Regions from separate parts of the Zea mays genome. Here regions 2 and 3 are each linked to region 1. Evidence: chromatin contacts called from public Hi-C data. All regions are on one chromosome and are shown on one strand. Each heading gives the region's core, a stretch centred on a gene start, on an enhancer-like site or on the middle of the called end of the contact. The rest is flanking DNA. Distances are from core to core; before and after follow the strand shown. Region 1 holds the start of LOC100193531. Region 2 has its middle 50 kb from the start of LOC103650276. Region 3 holds the start of LOC103650276 (probable serine/threonine protein kinase IRE).

Region 1 (3,186 bases), core at 292-2,791:
CTATTTAATTTTGAATTGGGAGGAGATTTTAGTACACTTAAGGCTACTTTGGGAACCTCAAACCTCCTTTGGGATCGGAGGGGATTCAGGTGGAAATAAACTAATTTCCTCTCCAATCCCTTTCTATCCCAAAGGGGATTTGAGTTTCCAAACTATCTCTTAAAGTTAATTTGGTAACAAGGAGATCACGAAGGATTGGAGGTAAAAATGAACTAATTTCCCTGTCAATCCGCACTAATCTCCCGTGATCCTTGGCACCAAATCAACCCTTAATCACTTCCAATTCCCTTGCCACCAAACTGGCCCTTGGCTAGTTTTCTCCCTCAATCCTCTTCGATCAATATTGGCGGGAATTTGAGAGTCTAAACTAGCCCTTACGGATGATAGGGCACAGTCAAGTAAAATTCAGGCACATGCGTACTGTTTCCCACCAGTTTGAGGTTATTAAAAACAAGGGATTCGATCAAGTGGGTGCAACACACGAGGACAATGCAGGAATTTTGTCGTATCCGCCCCAAAAAATATCATATACAGAAGTACAGTACAGAGAGCAACCAATAAACAAATCTTGAGAACTTTCAGAAGTACATATTCAAATCGAACGACATCCAGCAAATTGACCGATCGATCGATGCACCTGGCCTCAAACGATAGAAAACTTTCTTTCTGAAGGAACAAAGAAATCGAAGAACAGATAAAGTGGGAGATCCAAATAGAAAAACATGAACTAAATTTGAAGAAACTGAAGGAGCAGATGTAAGAGGGAAAATCGTGAAGAAAGCCAATTGGCTGCTCTTTTTGGTATAATTCGGAGAAATAAAGGTCGACGACTCTCAAGCCTCAACAAGAGCAGCTAGCAAGAAAAGCAATTGGAAGAGTGTAGCAAGTAGATCATGAAGGTGGAACATGCCAATTGTGTGGTGATGAACTGATGATGAGCTAGGGTGGTTCTCACGCAGGCAATCACTGATCATCAGATACAGAGGGAGAGAGAGAGAGAAAGTGGTACAGAGAGAGATCATCGATCCGCAGCAGGCAACATAGAGATACATACAGATAGATCAGCTTACATACCGCGAGAACTGTGTTGCAGAAGCTGCAGTGCACATAGCACACATGATCTGCCGGCGCGATTTGGGCCGAAGACATTCCTTCTGACCGGTCTCCGCCGCCGCCTCGCCGTGCGAACAACAGCAGTACTTTCGATCCCAGCTCCCGGCAACCAGCGAGAACCAAGAAGAGCGAGGAGGAAGACCAACAGGTACAGCTCAATTTAATTTGCAGCTACAAAGGCAGCAGGCTAGGTTTGCACATCCATCCTCTCCTACTGATATATATGTGTATCTCGAGTTTATGTGTGCTGAGGGAGGGAGGGAGGGAGGGAGGGAGAGAGAACCTACGGGAGAGGAATGACGAAGGAAGAAGAGATTGAGCTATCCCACTTTCCTCTTTTCTTTTCGGTTTGAGAGAGAGAGAGGAGAGAGAGGGCGTGTGGGGGCAAGCAAGGCAAAGCAAAGCAATACTGGCAAGCAGCAGTGCTTTTATTTGTTGTGGTGGCCTTGTGTGTGTGTGTGGGAGCAGCAATATGCTGGGTAGAGAGAGAGAGAGGGGAAATGCCATGATTGCTACAATGAGTGGGTGGAAGATACACTCCTACCTTGCATATATCTGTCTATCTTGCAAACATGTACTCTCTAACTACCAAAATAAATGCATATCTTCGAGGTCAAAACGCTAAACTTATAAAAAATACTATTATTTATGATACATAACAAATATTATTAGATTGATTATACAATATACTTCTATAATAAATTTATTTGAAGATATAAATATTCAATATTATTTTCGAGACGTGTGCTTACTTATTTTGAGTTTAAATGATCCGTACTCTGCTCTCCTCTCATAAATTGTCCACCTGCAAAAAGATCTGCATACGCATTCAGTCTCTGAATTGTTTATACACAGTCACTAAATTTCCACTGCTACAGTCTGCTGGAGGCCAGCATACCGGTTTCTTGATTCTTGACGGTTGCGTTGACAGCAAAGTTTCGTAAAAAGAGAGGTCTTTCCACTTTACAGTAAATAAATCATGACAAGTCAATTGAACATGACCTCCAGTCAAATCTCGGCACTCTCTTGGAGCTGTTCTTTTAATCATGATTGGTTCCTTTTGGTTATGTAGTAAAGTTGAGGGGCAATTTTCTAGACTGAAATTTTGTTCAGTGCCTTATTTGCCATCACAAATATCTTAAATAATTATTTTAAGACATTTGTGATAATAAATAAGGTATTGAACAAAATTACAATGTCATATAAAGATTTTTTTTAAATTAACATACTTATATCCCTATGAAGCATCAGTTTTTTTGTTTCCACCGCCATGTCATTTGCAAAAAAGTACTTCTACTCATTTTTATCTAACCCACAATCTACCGTCGACGTGTGTCGTTATGTGTAGTTATATGGGGGTTTCTTTATGTGTCATTTTCCACCAAACACGCGCTTGTTCGCTTCCCGCCTACGAAAAACAATCTCCCCGCACGCACCCGTGAAAAATCCAAAAAATTATGTGCTCGCTAGGGTTTGAACCTAGGTCACAAGGAACAAACTACCACCTCTTATAACAAACCACCTTCTCCTAGGTATTATAAATGTATATACTAATAATTTTAAAATTAAATAAATCGTGACAGACTGAGTTGACACTGCGGGCTGAGAGAAGACGGTCCAGGCATGGCACAAGCCACTTTAAATCATATCGGGCCAGGTCGTGGCACTATTAAATGGATCGTACCTTAGGCCAGCCCGTTAGACATAACTTATTTAGCTATTTATAGTCCATTACCTCCTCCCTCACCGTCCCTGATCTCGCGAACGTGAGAAAAAGTGAGAGAAAAAACTTTATTTTATCTGGCCCCCACAACATATACCTCTCCATTAACGCTCACCTAATATATGAGTTTAGATCGTATTTGAATAACTATCTTATTTAAGCAATGTCTACTTATATGATATATAAAAATTATAGTGATGCACGTGCGACTAATTAACTAGTGTGTAATTAAAGTTAGTGTTTGTATTAGTAGGAGAGAGAGGACTATAATAATCGTGTATATATATATATATATTGTAATATATAAATACAGTATACGACGTCACTAAAATGCACCTGGGTGCATTCTC
Region 2 (3,007 bases), core at 409-2,908, 180 kb before region 1:
TGTATGCGTGTCGTTTCGGTTGTTGTGGATGTCCAAGTGGCCTTGAAATTGTTGTACCATCTCTGATGCTTGTGGATGTGGTGGTGGTGCTTGTGCCATAGTATTAGTGTCTTTTTTATCCTTTTCCTATTTCGTGATGATTTCTCTAAGCCACTAATAGGTCTTGCTGATCCACGAATTTCCTTTGCCTTGACCTTGGCATCCCTTGGCTTCCTAGTTTGCACAGTTTCCTTTGAGCCTATAAACAATGAAAACAATAGTTAAATGAAATGTTAATAATATATTTGTGTGATATATTGTAGGTACCTCGTGGAGTAGAGGAACTGTTCAGGTTTGAGCTAGGCTTAATCTTCAAATTATTCTCTATGTCTTCTGCCAAATTCTCAGCAGTTTGTGTACAAATACTATAAGTTTCTTTAGATTCTGCAGCTCGAGCGAGTATACGATTGTAAACTCGTGTTAATGTACTGAAGCGATTCGATAACTGGACTTTAGGATCGTCATGCATGGTAAGTGTGCTAGGTATATCTACCACTTTTGCACCAATTGTCCACCTCTTTAGTATGTATTCCTCATGAACCAATTTAACACTATTGATATCTAGTATCTTTAGTGCATGAGAGCATAGGATTCCAGCAAATTCAAATTTCTTGCAGCTGCACCTCACTTTTACTTCATGATGCTTTCCATGAACTTTTACTTTATACATATTCTCTGCACCATCATCATCACAACAAAAGATGTAACAATTTAAAGTTTGCAACACCTGATCCTCAAATAATCTAAACACCACTGGTGTATACACTTTTGCTGCTTCCTTTAATATTGTCAATTCTGCCTTTGGCACAGGTGTGCTATATGTTGCTTTGAAGTCACATGTAACTTCTTCATATCGTTTGTCCCTAAGCAGTCTGCCAAAGTGCTCAAAAAAGTAAGCATGTCATACTTTACACTGATGTAGCCTTTCATTTCATTGTTTAAGCTTTCATTTCTTTGTGTAGAACTCATATTTTTCTTTCCCGCTGTTTTTTGCTTATGGATATGATTGGACGTCTGTTTTTTTTCTTGGCGTCTAGTATTGTCTACTCCGTTAGGCTGTGCGCAGAGGAGAGCTGTAAACGTTACGCTATGAACATAGAGTAACACTTGGAGTAAAAATCTTCTGCAGCCGCTTACTGGATGTCGTGCGCTACCATCGAGTAGACCCGTCCAAACGCTAAATACAGCGCATCCCGCTCGCATGCGCTAAAACGAGACGGGGGTGCACGGCTCCGCGCGTCACTGGGTGAATGGTCTATCCACTGTGCGCGACAGCGACCCGCCGACGATGGATTTTTTTTTTGGATAAAAAAGTGTGGGAAAAATGATAGAATATGTGGTAGTTGGTATAGGGTAGATATTTATGGTGAATATGAACGCGGAGTATTATAGGATAGAGTAGAGAATCTCGCTGACCAGGATAAAATATTCCTTTTAGAGTAGAAATTTAGGGTTCCATGAGTGCGGATAGCCTTAGACTCCTTTCTTATTTGAGAATGGGTCCACATAAGAAATAAATTCAATAAAAAATAGCCATGTGGCAGGAGGAGGCATGGGACGAGGATACGGGATGAGAGAAGCCACGTCCCCCTGAGGGTAGTGTCTCCCGGGTCCCGGCCATACCCAGGTTTGTGTCTCCGTTTCTCTGGCTAGTGGGGTCATCTCGTCCGCGTATGTTCTCCTATAACAGACTCTGCGCCAGCGGCCATGATCTCTGGGAGATCGTTATGAGCCTGCACGGATGAGCTCTCCACCGCCTTCGCTCCGTGCCCCTATTTTAAAACCTGTGACCCCCTCCCTTGTCCATCAACAGAGAACCTCCGAACTGAACAATAAGAGAGAGAGAGATCGGAGAGCGCCGTCGTGAGAAGAAAACTGAGAGGTCGCTGGCGTGGTCAGTTCATAAGCGTGTTGCATCCCAACCTTTAGAGTACAGTCAAGAGTCATCCCTAGGTGTACATTCGGGTTGCCCGGTCCGGCACAAGCCTGAAAAGGTCAGTATTATTTGAATTTCGGGCCGACCCGACCCGTTTGAATTTCGGGCCGTACCGGGCCGGCCCACGGGCCTAGCCCTCGGCCCGGCCCGTAATTGCTTAAACGTGCCGGGCTCATTTCAGGCGGCCCGAAATTCACATTAGAGCCCGAAATTCAATTTTTGGTCCGAAATTCAGTTTTTGGCCCGAAATTCACATCAGGGCCCGAAATTCACATCAAAGCCCAAAATTCACATCAAATTTAATAAAACAAATAAAAGATAAGACAAATAAATTTGACCAAAAGCAAACTTAATATTTGTATTAAGTTACTAGAGCTATGCAATGACTACCTCGTTTACAAATCATTTTGTTAGAAAGAAAAAGAGTATAATCAGCTCTATAGAAAGTTCGTAAGTTTAGTTCATTATCTAATATTCATAACAAAAATAAAATTACATCACATACTCTAATTCAAAGCTACAAAAAATATCTAACTAACATTATCTTTAGCTTTGTGTTCTTTATCAAGTACATGAAAGTGTGATTTTAATAAATATATGGACCTTTTTCGTGCCTCTATATGGGCCATTTCGTGTCTGCCTTAAACGGGCCGTGCTCGTGCCCGCCCATGAGCCGCGACCTCGGCCCAAACCCGGCCCGATATATCGGGTCGTGTCGGCCCGACATTAAAATATTTCGTGTCGTGCCGTGCCTAGGGCGTGTTTTTTTTCGTGCTTCGGGCCGGCCCATCAGACCCGTCCCAAATGTACACCTATACCGGAGCTATCCCTGGCATCAACAAGTGAGATGGGATCTCGACGGCAATTCCTCACCGGAGATTTCTCCTCCGCCACGGATGACCGTGCGACGTGGATCGGCCTCGCCACCGCGTCATGCCACGGTAAGACACCCCCCTATCCGGTTAGCGTTCACCCAAGGATCGTGTAGCACTTAGGCTGTCTCCAGCAACGTCCCCTAAATTTCGTCCCCTA
Region 3 (2,870 bases), core at 291-2,790, 230 kb before region 1:
GGCAACAACAAATGGCATTTCTCCAACAGCAATCAGAGTACATGGCTGCTTACAACGCACAGGCGCAACAAGCAATGAACGTGAGTGTCTTATTTATTCTCAACACGCTCGATATTGGTTCTATAACTAATATATTATATTTGCAACAGTCTTGGTTTCCACAGCAGGCACAGCAGCAACCATTTGTTTTCCCTCAATTTCAGCCGCCGATGCCTCAGTGGGGATTACATGCTCCGCCACCTCCACCTCCACCTCAGGTTATTCAATTTAGTTAAGACTTGTCGTTTGTATCAACCTAATTGTCAAATCTTTACTAAACTTGATTTTGTAGGGATCCGGGGTCATGGGCCACAACACGCCACCACCGGTCATACCAGCACCAGGAGCTTATGCAGGGGAGGGAGCTTATGCAGGGGAGGGAGCTTATGCAGCAGAGGTTAGTTTGAGAAACAATTTGTTTGAATAGTTGTTATACATGTAACCAATGCCGTTATTAATGTCATCTTTTTTTTAGGATCCAACCCCGTTACACGACTTCGTCGACCAGTTATTGGCTTCTGGAGGTAGTGGACACAACTCCAACGACCCCAATGTGTGATTAAGTTAGCTTTGTGTCGCACTGTGTTGTAATGAACTATTTTGTGGACTTTATGTTTGTATGGACTATTTGTGGACTTTATATTTGTATGGACTCAAGTTTTAGGTTGTGAACTCAAGTATAAATTTTCTGTGATTGTATGGAATTTCTGTTATCGTATGAATTTTGTATGAAATTCTGTTATTTTTCGCATTTTTTTCAAAATTTTTTTGCTCTGAAATTAGTAATTTTCGGCGGCCCCTCTGGCCGCCGAAAATAGCTATTTTATTTTCGGTAGTTGTTATTTCTGGCGGCGACTGGCTGGCCGCCGAAAATAATCTGCTATTTTCGGCGGCCAGGAAGCCAGCCGCCGAAAATAAGCTATTTTCGGCGGCCAGCCATTGGCCGCCGAAAATAAAGCCTTATTTTCGGCCAGGTTTTTTTGGCGGCCAGAAGCCGCCGAAAATAAGTCAATTGCCGCCGAAAATAGCCTATTTTCGGCGGCAACTGGCTTATTTTCGGCGGCTTCTGGCCGCCGAAAATGACTGTAGCTGTTGTAGTGGATGTAATATTGAAAAATCCTAACTATGCTCTTGGACAGTCGTCGCTCCTCTTCTAAGGCCGTCGCTTCCAGGAATGTGACGCCGACGCCGAACCCAACCTGTAACCCACCGCCGCCGCCGCCGCCGCCGCTGGCCATCGGTGGTCATGCCGTTGCTTCTGGCTGCCATCACCTAGGGAGTCATGCGGGGAGAGCTAACGGGGTGAGCGGGTGGTGGACATACACTGTATATATAAGCGGGGATTTTTCTCTGGCTGGCGGGTGGGACCCTCTTACGTCACGTACACGAGAAGGAGCGATACGCCACGCGTGTCCGAGGAACACGTTAGACCGCTCCACTCTAGTGGGTAGGCTAACAGGTGGTCCACCTATCTACCCCGTTACCCCTCCGTCCCCTCGTTTTTAGTTCCTCCTTGGCAACACTAAACACCTGATGTTAAAATTAGCACCTCATGATGAAATTACATGGGAAAAAGTGTCCCCGTTATTAGTTTTATATTTACATAGGTAAGTTTTGATCGATCGTCGTCTGTCTTCTCCATCGGGTAGGTACGTTATGACTATCAAATCCGCTCACGTACGTCATATGATTTTCTTCTTGTTCAATCGATTCACCGGTCATCACATTCCCACGAAATTGCTAGAACAATACCTCTTGTCTCCGAACAGTTCTTACAGTGTCTTATTTTGGTCTTGTTGTAGTGTCTCCGAACAATCCCGTGAAAATGAAAATCGTCACCATCACGTCCAAATGCTTACCTGGTCGCGTATTTAAATTGTATAAAAAATGATCAGATTTTATCGATTTGTTTGAAGCATGTAATTAAGATGCTGGAGGGCGAGGAATTTGCTGGCCTGCGCGCACGTTGCGATCATGGAGGTAAACAATTGAGGAATGCGGTGGCCGCGTACGTGCTTTGATATGATGCTATAATACGCCTGATCTGATTCGTAGAAGGACGGCGGCGGCGGGCGCGGGCTGCCGGCGGCGATGGTGGACGGCGGCGGGCGGGAGATGGACTCCCCGCGGTTCCGCGCGATCCTGCGCGCCACCAGCGGGCGCCGGAAGCGCGCACCCGAGGTGAAGAGTTTCTCGCACGAGCTGAGCTCGAGGGGCGGCGGCGGCGGCGTGCCGGCGATGCGCAAGATGGTGCGCGGCGGCGGGCTCGGCAGCACCACCCCGGAGGAGTTCATCGGCGCCATCCGGACCAAGTTCATCCGCCTCAAGGAGGAGGTGGACAGCGAGCTGGGCGTCTTCGCGGGGGACCTCGTCGACATGCTGGCGCGGTCGGGCGACCACCGGGACGACTGTCGCGTCGCGCTGGAGGACCTGCTGGTGGTGGCACAGCGGTGCGCGGAGATGAGCCCCGAGGAGCTGTGGACCCGCTGCGAGGGCGTAGTGCAGGGCCTCGACGACCGCCGGCAGGACCTCCCCGCAGGCCTCCCGAAGCAGGCGCACACGCGCATCCTCTTCATCCTCACGCGCTTCACCCGCCTCCTGCAGTTCCGCAAGGGCGCCGCCGCGGGGTGCCGCTACGCCGCCGACGCCGACGACGACGACAGGCACAACGTGCTCGGCCTGCACAACCTCAGCGACCTCGGCCTCTACCCGATCCACGTCGACGGCGGGGATCTCGGCCCCAAGAGCACCTCCAGCCTCACCGAGCTCAAGGAGCGCCTCATCAGGCGGCGAATGTTGGAGCACAGGCAGCTCACCGTCGACTTCTCCCC

Evidence for each region. A called contact is a pair of places that touch in the nucleus more often than the background predicts.
Region 2: a Hi-C map of leaf shows a contact between it and region 1, with 4 times the contacts expected there. The contact joins the enhancer-like site here to the promoter of LOC100193531 in region 1. A contact is called at or near these places in 5 of 25 Hi-C or Micro-C datasets (bundle sheath, ear, leaf and 1 more).
Region 3: a contact with region 1 is called in a Hi-C map of ear, with 3 times the contacts expected there. The contact joins the promoter of LOC103650276 here to the promoter of LOC100193531 in region 1. A contact is called at or near these places in 2 of 25 Hi-C or Micro-C datasets (ear and tassel).

What each region holds. Positions count from the first base shown.
Region 1 is chr3:110,903,297-110,906,482 of Zm-B73-REFERENCE-NAM-5.0, forward strand. LOC100193531 reads right to left here and starts at 1,542. Exons shown (of 6, transcript NM_001366963.1): 1 at 1,075-1,542. The coding sequence starts at 1,149.
Region 2 is chr3:110,720,148-110,723,154 of Zm-B73-REFERENCE-NAM-5.0, forward strand. No RefSeq gene overlaps it. Among protein-coding and RNA genes, the nearest start is that of LOC103650276, 50 kb to the left of the region's middle. Within about 2 kb of position 1,659, at least 9 of the 20 cell types and tissues checked have an H3K27ac peak or open chromatin away from gene starts, as enhancers often do. A contact at or near this core is called in ear, leaf and tassel, where this site is marked.
Region 3 is chr3:110,670,520-110,673,389 of Zm-B73-REFERENCE-NAM-5.0, forward strand. It overlaps LOC103650276 (probable serine/threonine protein kinase IRE), which reads left to right and starts at 1,541. Exons shown (of 12, transcript XR_002268055.3): 1 at 1,541-1,688; 2 at 1,956-2,019; 3 at 2,095-2,870.